Regions from separate parts of the Mus musculus genome. Here region 1 is linked to region 2. The links are chromatin contacts, called in public Hi-C maps. All regions are on one chromosome and are shown on one strand. The core of a region is the stretch at or near the end of the contact, and the rest is flanking DNA. Distances in the headings are between cores, read along the strand shown. Region 1 overlaps Fgf2 (fibroblast growth factor 2). Region 2 holds the start of Fgf2 (fibroblast growth factor 2).

Region 1 (5,157 bases), core at 2,347-4,846, 51 kb after region 2:
CACAGATGTGCCAGTATCCCTCTGTAGGATATAAAGCTTTCTTAGTTTGTATGCCCAGGAGTAGAGTGGCTGGATCGTATAGTAACTGCTTAAAAACAGTGCCAATTGAGGCCAGCACCAATAATTGTTCTCCATCCTGTCCCTCCTCTGTCCTCTGTGGGGCATAGGAGTGACAATGGAGTTGGGAGCATGGCATGCGGGCTCGGCATTCTTTCCTCTCTAGCTCAGCTCATGGGATGTCCACCTAACTTCTTCTATACCTTCCTGATCTGCACACCGGATCAGCACCTTGCTAGGCAGGGTTTCTGTGTGTTTGTGGCGTATGTGTGTGAGTGTTTGTGTGTGCATGTGTGTGTGATATGTGTGTATGGTATGTGGTTGTGTATGCATATGTGTATGTATGTGTGGTGTATGTGCTTGCGTGTATGTCTGTGTATATGTGGTGCTCTCTCTCTCATTCTCTGTCTCTCTGTCTCTCTGTCTGTCTCTCTCTGTCTATGTCTGTGTGTGTGTGCGCGCACGAGCATGTGTGTGATCTGTAAATTGTGGGGCTGCTTTGATCTCTGGTGCCATAATTTTTCTCTGTTACTTACAGTCAAACTACAACTCCAAGCAGAAGAGAGAGGAGTTGTGTCTATCAAGGGAGTGTGTGCCAACCGGTACCTTGCTATGAAGGAAGATGGACGGCTGCTGGCTTCTGTGAGTAGTGCTTTCTGGGAGTGCTCTGTGCAGGTATTTACTGGCATTGCTACTGAATCTTTGTTTGGGTTTCATGTGCATCGTTTTATCTCTGTATTTCCTGAGAAAGTAGCATTCCATGCATTTCATAGACTTTAAGACTCAAGAAAGGAGGAACACACAGTGCATGTAAGATGAAGGCCAAGCATTCTGCAGTCATAAAATGGCTCCAAATCACTCTGTTTTTCTCTGCAAAATAGTTGGAAAAAAGTCTCCCTTATGGTTGTTTAAAGGTCATATAAAGGCACACATAAAACTTGGTTATTAGTTTTGAAGGTTCTTCTTTAGACTCACAGGAGATATTTGTCCTCTAGAATATTGGTATATTGGTTGAGAAAGTGGGCTTCCAGCCCAAACACAGATGCTGGCTCCACCTCTTGGTGGCCATGTGTCCTTCGGCAGATTATTCTGAGTTGGTCCCTCATGTGTATCACAGGCACACTAACCCCATCTTCACAGAGCTTTGCAAGGATTTAAGTGGGTATTAAATGTCATTTTTACACTGCATCATAGCTAGTCAGGGGCGCTGGCTCCTGGCTAGTATTCTTTCTATGGATGAAAGCTCTGCCAGTGTCTCCTTCATATCAAAATGGGGGTGGGGGGGTGGGAACAGTCTGCTGGACACACAGTGCGTAGAGAACGCAGCAGAATAAAGACATAGGACACAGAGTGCATCCCTGCCTCCTACAGGAGTGGGTAGCACATGCGTAAAGGTCTGACTGGTTTTGAGAATGGCAGCAAGGGTGTTGTGCTAATAAGCCAGTGTTCTTCCCCTGAGTCATACCCTCAGCTCTGCCTAACCTCTCTAGCCTTCCTGGTAGACAATATCATAGCAAAGAGTGGTTCCAGTGTTGTAAGCTGTATGAGTTATTCATACCCTTTTTTTTCTGAATGAAAGCACTTAGATTTTGGAGAATTTTTTCTATCATCAATTTTCAGATCCATCATCTGACAGAGATACTGTCATCAGTAAACGCAGTGTCACCAATTGCTGTCATCAGTCAAGTTGAACATGGCAGGATAATTGACAAAGCTGGGTGCAGGGCTCATAATTGTCATTCAGTAGCTAAAAACATTTTAAGACCCTCTTCAAGAGGAGCCCATGTACAGGATTCCAGATGTGCTAGACAGCAGCCTTAAAGAGCTGAGTATCACGTGTTCTCTGCCCCTAATGGATCCACTGTGCAGAAAGGCAGAGGCATAAGTATTGGTGTGGTATGTGGGTGCTTTGTTGAGTTCCATCAGTATTTCACATACATGCATAGTAACACAGGAGAAGGTTGGAAGTATTACGATGCAAGGAGTAATTTAGGGAAGAAAGTGGCTAGCTTTGTAGAACTCATGGAGGTCACTTGTAAGTAGAGTGTTGGGGGAAAAGGACCGGAGGGCAGGGGTAGAGCTGGAACTGTGGCTACCAGAGGCTACTTGGCACGTCTCAAAAATTATGAGCAACTCACAGCAGCTGGAATGTGGCCTGCATTCTGTCCAGAACACAATGAAAGGGAAGGGAGAAGGCTGGAGAGGCAAACAAGCTTGTCTTTAAGTCTTACATCATGCTAGCCATGCTCACTGTGAGGCTGGAGAGTTCCCAACCCAGTAGAGGTTGAGAACTTCTGCTGAGAGCGCTCTGGCAGGGGTATAGAGTGGCTTTGTAGAGCCTGGAGTGTCAGGAAGACTAGTTAGAGCTGAAGAGGAAACACTGCCATGGCCACTACAAATGTGGGCATTACAGAGACGTGGGAAGGAGGGTAATGGTAGACAGAGGCACAAGACTCTGTGTTTACTTTAAGAATGGGCACTTTTTAATTTTTCCCACTGCTGTTTATATATTGTGTACTAGCTGCCAGAGAGGCCGCGGCAAGCAGAGCTTGAGCAGTGTCTTTTACCCCTTTATCTAGAATCTTCCTTCTGTACTTCCCTGCCCTTGTGACCTTAGCTAGTGACCTTATTTAGGACATTCCTCCTAGGCTTTATCTGCAGTTTCCCACAATCACAGGATCACATCTGGGTTAGGGGTTGTGCCCGAGAAAGGAACTGCAGACTGTCTGGACCCCCAACAGAACACAAGCAGTATTTACAAGGCTGTGTTGAAGTGCACTGATCTTGTTTTGGTCATAATTGGCTGTGAACTCCACTAGCCCGGTAGCCTTGAGATTCCATTCTTTCCTTTCCACGTCAATCTTGGTCTTCAATGAATGCCTTACTAAGGTGAGAGTGGATCACAGTGAGTCCATATGATAGTCACAAAAGGAACTATGTCTCAAGAACATAGGCTGGATGGTGGGTTTATCTGCAATGGTTAAAAGTCACCACAGTTTTCAAGAGCTCCAGAGACAGAAGTACTCATCTGTCCACTGCCATCTCTGTGGTGACTGGGTTACAAACAAGAGGAAACAAGCTGAAGATGAGGTGAAAATGGGGCTGTCCGGGTCTTCATGGGGGGAATTCTGACCTTTTCTCTTGGCACACGGATGTGAAGCTTCATAATGTACTAAGAACTAGGTAGGGTTTCCGTTCCCTTCCTCGGCAAGGAAGCCACTGCTGCAAGATGAAAGCCATCTGGCTCTACCAAGTCTTACTGGATTTTGCTCTCTTTAGTGCATGCTAACTCTCCTTCATGATGCAACCAAATACCACCAAGTTGACAGAGTAAAAGTCAGTTTAGTAAAGTTTATAGATTTATCACAAACCCTCAGCATGGACAAAACCCATCGGCTACACACAAATGGAAAATTCGAGACTTATCAAGCTCTTCTGAGGAGGGCATAAGCCAGATTGGCTGTGGTAACAGCTGGTGTGTGTTCCGCCCCCATCAGAGGGCCCAGTCCTGCTGCCAAGTCACAAACTAATCTCTGGCCTCAGCATCTAGTATGGCTGGCTGCCATGCTCTCTCAGCAAGTCCCTCTTCTCAGCTGGGCAGGGTGGACTGTCTTCTGATGAAGAAGTAAGTGCTGTACCTCACAGCAGGAGGGGTGCTGATGGCCTAGCTCAGTAGCCTTTCTCTCTGAGTCAGATCTGCCAATGCTCAGCTGTCAACAGTAGTAACTTCTGGAGTAACTCCAATGTCCTGATCAGGAGCCATCATTCGGGATGTGAACATGCTTCATCTCTGGAGAGACTGTCTGAAAGCCTGTACTTTCCACAGGCATAAGTCCATCTTCCTTCTATCTGGCCCCATGTCACCCTGTGTGTGATGACAACACTGGATTGCTATGAATGCTACCCACTGAATGACAATAAGGACATGATCACTCCTAGGTAGGTAGTTGAGGAGAAGGTTTTTATTGTAGATGAGAGAGTTCAGCCAGAGGCATCTGGAGGAGTCCAGACTGAGTATGGCCAGCAGAATAGACTGGGTCATGAGAGGAGAGGGAGGAGGAGGAGAGGAAGAGAAGAGAGATGAGCCAGGAGCAGAGGCCCAAGAAAAGAGAAGTCAATCCAAGAGAAGGAGGACCAAGAGAACCAAGAAGGGAGCCAAGAGGCCAGGAGGCAAGTGGACAAAGAGAACACAGTGCCAACATGGCTGGGTCATATAGGAAAAAGAAGCTGGAGGACGGGCAGTGAAGCTCAGGGGCTAGAAAGGTTTCGAGTAGGGGGCAGTGTGTGTGAGCACGTGTGAGTGTGCGTGTGTGTGAAGTGCTGAGATACTTGTGGTTACCAGGGAGGCCGGTGGCCTGGGTTCACCTTGATATGTTAATAGGCACCTCAGTTAGCTATTGGTCTTGAGTTTCTTTGGGATCTAACACCAGCTCTATGGTTCCTGTAGTGGTTCTCCAACATACTCAGCCTCTTGGGGACAACAGTACCTCAGAGAGTCGTGCTGGCTTTACTGCTGTTGAAGGTATGAGAAAGGGCTCCTACTGGTGTTAACAACAATGGTCTAAAGGCATTCCGGTTAAGGATTGCTCATGATTTCAAACCCTGTGTGTGCGTGTCCTCAGATGTGTTGATATGCATGCTGTTGAGGCCAGAGCTCAGCCTTGATATTGTTCCTCCCTCGGGTGCTGTACAACATGCTTTCTCTTTCAAATTTCTTTTTACTTATTTACACTGTGTGACTGCCTGTTTGTATGAGTACCACATGTGTGGAGTTCCTGTGGAGGTCAGCAGAGGGTGGAAGATCTCCTGGAACTGATGTCATAGGCAGTTGTGTGCCTTGATTTTTTTTTAAATTAAATTATTTTATTTATTTACATCCCAAATGTTGCCTCCCCTCCCGGTCCCACCTCTCAGAGTTTTTTGTTTGTTTGTTTGTTTTTTGTTTTGTTTTGAGTTTCTTTGTTTTTATTTTCTTCTCTTTTTTTCCTTTTTTTATTAGCTATTTTCTTCATTTACATTTCAAATGCTACCCCATCCCTCCCTTCATCTCTGAGATAGTTCTCCCCCATCCCAAGGAGTCCCCCTTCCCTGGGGCATCAA
Region 2 (5,846 bases), core at 522-3,021:
CAGCAGTGCAGTATTTCTGAACACTTTCTGGGAAAACCCTACTCAAAACCTAGGAGGCATAAAGAGGAGAGGGGGTATGCTCCTAGTTTGTGCCCTTTTGTCCGAGGAGGGTTATGAGACTGGTGTCAGAGGACTGAGAGGGTTGAGGGCACCTCAGCATCTTAAGAAAACAGCATTAAAGAAAAAAGTAGGGCTGGACGGTGGCACAGGCCTTGAATCACAGCACTGGAGGCAAAGGCAGGTGGATCTCTGAATTGGAGGCCAGCCTGGCCTACAGAGTGAGTTCTAGGACTGCTACCACAGAGAAACCCTGTCTAGAAACACCAGAGAGGGGGAGGAAGAGTGGGGGAGGGGAAGAGAGAGGAGGAAGGTGAGGGAGAGAGAAGGGTGAGGGAGAGAGAAGGGTGAGGGAGAGAGGTGGGGAGGCAGGACGGTTGCTCTCAGACCCCTTAGTCTTCTCTTACTGAGGATACAAAGCCCACATTTGAGAAGTGCCCACCATATACTTACAGGTCAGGGAGTTCCCATCTCTGAAGACAGAGACACAGAATCAGAACAACCAAGACTTACTAAGTTCCTCACACCAGTTTCTGCCCATTAGCTGGCACCCTCTTCAAAAACCATTCTCTACAATTAAACACATCCTCTTCCAACTTGACTGAAAACACACAGGTCTCTGTGTGGCTTTTAGGTCTTTATTTCCTTTCAAGGATTCCAGGTTTACATTAAATAAGTTAGTATCTTTTCATGTTAATTTGTCTCATGCTGTAAAGACTTTGGCTATGAACCTAGCAGGAGGCAAGAGGAAAACGAATATGCACACAACACACACTCCTCTGCTTGGTACACAACGGAGAAAAGGCTTGGTCTTCCAGCTTTGGAGAATTTGCTAACGCCCACCACACAGAGTGAAGACCTCTGAGAAGACTGAAGACGATAAGTAGATGCCCTTCAGGATGACCTACAGCTAACTCATAGTGACACTTCTAGAAGCTTCCCTAAATCTACATTTCTCCTCCCCCCCCCCGACCCCCCGCAGTGAGGTACTCCTGTGGTGTGTGACTCTTCAGAGCAGTTCTCTTGGTCACCCTCCTGGCCTTAACCCTTTCTGTCGCGGTGCCTCTCCGCAGAGCCTTGGAGCACAGAGCATTGATGTGTGCAGGTTTTCCAAATGGTAGTTTGGCAAACACCCTCACTGTAGAGGTGCACCCCCACAGGTAGGGGAGAAAAGCTATCTAGTTTCAGGACAGAGGTGCAGACAATCTATTGGGGTCAAGCCTATTGGGGTCGACTGAAAATTGCCAACTGCAATTAACTGCAATTTTGTGAGACTCGGTTCTTTCCAAGAAACATCTAACAACTGAGGCAGGGCAAGCGCCAGTTCTGGGCTCTTACGTGTTGAGGACTCAAGCGGTTTTCATCTTCCCACGCTGTCTCGGGCTGGGTGCCCAGAAAGGAAACCCAGGCACCCCATTGCAGGCCTCTGTCTCCCGCACCCTATCCTTACACAGCTTGTGCTCTACGGGACTGGAGATTTCCAAAGCCTGACTTGATCCCTCCCCAGTTCAGACCCTCTGTTAAAAGGCAGGAGCGGAGAAAGTTAGAAACTTGCATTTAAACTTTAGGAGCTGCGTCACCGCAGTCTCCTGGAGAAAGCTCTGCCTAGCGGGACAGATTCTTTGCAACTTGGAGGCGCCGGGCGTGGGGAGGAGGCGGCGCGCGGGGCGGGGGCGCACGGGGCCGGGGTGCAGGCGGGGACGCGGGGTGACGCGGCCCCGGGCCGTTGTACACTCAAGGGGCTCTCTCGGCTTCAGGAAGAGTCCGGCTGCACTGGGCTGGGAGCCCGGCGGGACACGGACTGGGAGGCTGGCAGCCCGCGGGCGAGCCGCGCTGGGGGGCCGAGGCCGGGGTCGGGGCCGGGGAGCCCCAAGAGCTGCCACAGCGGGGTCCCGGGGCCGCGGAAGGGCCATGGCTGCCAGCGGCATCACCTCGCTTCCCGCACTGCCGGAGGACGGCGGCGCCGCCTTCCCACCAGGCCACTTCAAGGACCCCAAGCGGCTCTACTGCAAGAACGGCGGCTTCTTCCTGCGCATCCATCCCGACGGCCGCGTGGATGGCGTCCGCGAGAAGAGCGACCCACACGGTGAGTTGCCACTTCCCACCCGCGTGCATGGTCTAGACCACACTGCTCCCTCGCCCCCGGGGACTTGGGACACTAAGACGCGGCCCCTAGGCACCGTGGACCCAGGGGTACAGGAAAGCAGCTTCATTCCTGTGTCCTCCTCAGGAATAGGGTCCCCGCACTGCACCTCTCCCCACCCAACCCCACCTCCGCCCCTGCCGCAACTCCAGGTGGGCTGGTCTCTCAGAGGCCACCTGTTGCATCCTGGATGCCAGGATGCTTGAGACAAGGGACCCGAGGCTCTTGGGGGTTGGAGGTAGGCGTGTCTCAACCAGGGCTCTGGAGCTCCTTGGCATCCTGCAGTCACCCACGGAAACAGAGGCAGGATGAAATGTTCTTCAGCTGAAACCCCCGCCCTTCAACTCTGACTTGGTGACAAACCACAGGGATGCGGCCCTTCCTCTCACAGCTATCACATTCTCCACCCACCCAGTGTCTCCAAGTTACTCCAAAGAGGAAAGCTAAGGGAGCCAAAACAGACAAGAGACTAGCAAACCAACCTGTGACTTCCTTAGTAAAGCAGGGCAGACCTTGTTTCAGTGTGAAGTGCAGATCCCTTGATAGCACTGAAGTGGGGGAACCTACCTTGCAGGTACCTTGAGGGCGAGATAAGAATTACAGCTTGGATTTTGTCATAGAAATATATCCAGTCATGGATATAGGTCGGGAAACAATCCTCTCCTAAATCAGTAGGCTCAACTTTAAGGGCTCCTAGACGTCACCTGCAGCGTTTGCTGTCACAGATTGGACCCAGCCTCCTGAGGCAGGGAGGAAACACCCGCCATTTCTGAGTTTCTATTCTAAATGCTTGTCTGGGGACCACACTTGAAGAGCCACTAGCTACAAAAGGCCCAAGTGGGCTGGCTATTTTAATGTCTCTAAGTATTGGAGGTGAGAGAGACCGCATGAGTGAGCTTGGTTAAAACATCTGCTTTAAAGTCTGCATTCATTTTTAAGGGTTCAGATGGGGTCCGACTTTTTTTTTTTCTTTTTGCATGCGAGAAGGTGTTCCGGGGGCCTGAGGTCTTCCATCCAGCAACTCTGTCTTTAAGATGCACAGGGAATTCTAGTCACTATGTAAGAAGCATAAAGACCAGAAGCCCCACGAACAAAAAAAGGTGCCTTGTGAATGTGACATACAGCTTGATATTTGCTGAGTATATTTAAAGCATAGTAGGAAATTTAACTGACATAAAATATAAAAACTGTACATATTAATGAAATAGAGTGATTTTTCAATACACCGTATGATGTTTAAGCGGGTTTGAAAATACCTATCTCATGGCTTACAATTTTAACAGCAAAACTTTACCTGGATGCTTTCCTCTCCTTTTAAAATGTAGCACGGTGTTTTCTATTGTTACTGCTGGTATCACTGCTGTGATCTCACAGCAAAATATCTTGTCGCTACTTCTTGTTTCCTGAGTCCAGAGCACTAAGAGATTATGTGTCTATTATTTGTTTCGGGCCTGCTGGAATTTAGAAAACCTTATCAACTGAAAACACGTTTGAAAGCTATCCTATGAGCCAGCACCATTTCTCTATTCTACTGGGGAGTAGAAGTTAAAAGATGTGTCTTTGTCTCTGAGCTTCATCTGCTGTTGTCTCAGCTGCTAGGGCAAGCTGATATGTGTCTCGAGTGCTTTTATTCTTTGCTGAAGCACACACTGTTTGAAGAGCTTGTTTCCCGACTAGGGGCAGACGAGGGGCAGAAAAGCATCTCCCAGTCTAGGTTTTGTTTGGAACTCTACCTGATGCTTTTGTCTTTGCGTGATGCGTTAGTTGCAGAATTATATCTTCTTTGAAGCCTTTTGCCTTATAATAAGCCAGAGCTGAGTGGGGGATAATTCTGAACTGCATAATATACTGCCACCCTGTAAAAACAGTGTGCATCTTCCCAAATATCATGTGGGTTTTAATTATTGTTGTTCTTCCTCTCCTCCTCTTCTTCCCCTTCCTCCTCCTCCTGTTCCTCCTTCTTTTTGATAGGACCTCCCTATGTAACCCAGGCTGGTTTCTTTTCTTTTTTTATTAGATATTTTCTTTATTTACATTTCAAATGTTATCCCCTTTTTAGGTCCCCCCTCTGAAAACTCCCTGTCCTATCCTCCTCCCCCTGTTTCTATGAGGGTGCTCTTCCACCCACCCAGTCCCACCTCATCACCCTAGTATTCCCCTATACTGGGGCATGGAACCTTCACAGGACTAAGGGCCTCTCTTCCCATTGATGTCCAATAAGGCCATCCTCTGCTACATATGTGACTGGAGCCATGGGTCCCTCCGTGTGTACTCGTTGGTTGGTGGTTTAGTCCCTGAGAGCTCTGGGGGTATTGGTTGGTTCATATTGTTGTTCCTCCTATGGGGCTGCAAACCCCTTCAGCTCCTTGGGTACTTTCTCTAGCTCCTCTTTTGGGGACCCTGTGCTCAGTCCAATGGTTGGCTGAGAGCATCAACCTCTGTATTTGTCAGGCACTGGCAGAGCCTCTCAGGAGACTGCTATATCAGGCTCCTGTCAGCAAGCACTTGTTGGCATCCACAATAGTGTCTGGGTTTGGTAACTGTATATGGGATGGATCCCCAGGTGGGGCAGTCTCTGCATGGTCTTTCCTTCAGTCTCTGCTCCACACTTTGTATCTTCTCCCATGGGTATTTTCTTTCCCCTTCTAAGAAGAACAGTTAGCATGTAGAGGAATGCAAATTGATCCATTCTTACCTCCTTGTATAAAGCTCAAGTCCAAGTGGATCAAGGACCTCCACATAAAACCAGAGACACTGAAACTAATAGAAAAGAAAGTGGGGAAGAGCCTCGAGCACATGGACACAGGGGAAAGTTTCCTGAACAGAACACCAATATCTTATACTCTAAGATCAAGAATTGACAAATGGAACCTCATAAAATTGCAAAGCTTCTGTAAGGCAAAGAACACTGTCAATAGGACAAAATGGCAACCAACAGATTGGGAAAAGATTTTTACCAACCAGGCTGGTTTCAAACTCAAGATTTTCCTGCTTTCTGAGTTGTGGGATTAGAGGTTATTTGTCACCATGCACAACTTAGTTTGTAATTTTACTTAAAATTTATTTTTCAGCTTTATTTTATTTTATGTGCATGAGTGTTTTGCCTGCTTGTCTGTCTGTGCAGCACCTGCATGCAGTGCCTGTGGGGGTCAGAAAAGGACACTGGATTTCCTGGAACTAGAATTAGGATTATTGGGAGCCATCATCGTGTGAGTGCTGAGATCTGAACCTCTTTGAGAGAAGCAAATGCTCTTAACTGCTGAGCCATCTCTCCACCCCACCCCACCCCCAATTCTGTAGTGTATAGCTGAGGGATTCTCAAGTGGAGTAATTTGACAACTGTTAGAGACATTTGTAGACATCATAACCTTAAAAGGGCACCTCCTGGTATTTAATAGGGTGTACTCCTGCTGTTTAATGACGGCTGTTCCTGTGTATTTAGTGGGGAACCCTCCTGTGTGCCCCCAACTAAATCATTCTAGAACTAAGAAACTTGCTAACTTTGTCATTAGCAAAGGCAGATGGTCACAGTCAGGAGTAGAATAACTCACCAAGATCCTTGCCAACAACTACGTTGTCCAAAGGATGTCTTCTTCCTGACCGAAGCACCAACCTAGATCACTTTTTTGGACATACCCTTATATAC

The links. Hi-C and Micro-C count contacts between places; a contact is called where the count stands out from the background.
Region 1: a contact with region 2 is called in a Hi-C map of muscle stem cells, with 2.8 times the contacts expected there. The contact joins the enhancer-like site here to the promoter of Fgf2 in region 2. A contact is called at or near these places in 2 of 15 datasets of contacts at CTCF or cohesin (CD8 T cells and the NIH/3T3 cell line), 42 of 484 Hi-C or Micro-C datasets (the AML12 cell line, B cells, the C2C12 cell line and 23 more), 7 of 115 datasets of contacts at active chromatin or transcription factors (acute myeloid leukemia, a colorectal cancer cell line, embryonic stem cells and 4 more) and 5 of 9 other capture datasets (adipose tissue, embryonic stem cells, liver and 2 more).

The regions. Positions count from the first base shown.
Region 1 is chr3:37,395,590-37,400,746 of GRCm38.p6, forward strand. Fgf2 (fibroblast growth factor 2) reads left to right here. Exons shown (of 3, transcript NM_008006.2): 2 at 596-699. Among named protein-coding and RNA genes, the nearest start is that of Nudt6, 21 kb to the right of the region's middle. Within about 2 kb of position 3,597, at least 37 of the 459 cell types and tissues checked have an H3K27ac peak or open chromatin away from gene starts, as enhancers often do. A contact at or near this core is called in adipose tissue, brown adipocytes, cerebellum and 3 more, where this site is marked.
Region 2 is chr3:37,346,882-37,352,727 of GRCm38.p6, forward strand. Fgf2 (fibroblast growth factor 2) reads left to right here and starts at 1,772. Exons shown (of 3, transcript NM_008006.2): 1 at 1,772-2,143. The coding sequence starts at 1,969. It overlaps Fgf2os (a long non-coding RNA gene), which reads right to left and starts at 2,960. Exons shown (of 4, transcript XR_003954461.1): 1 at 2,768-2,960.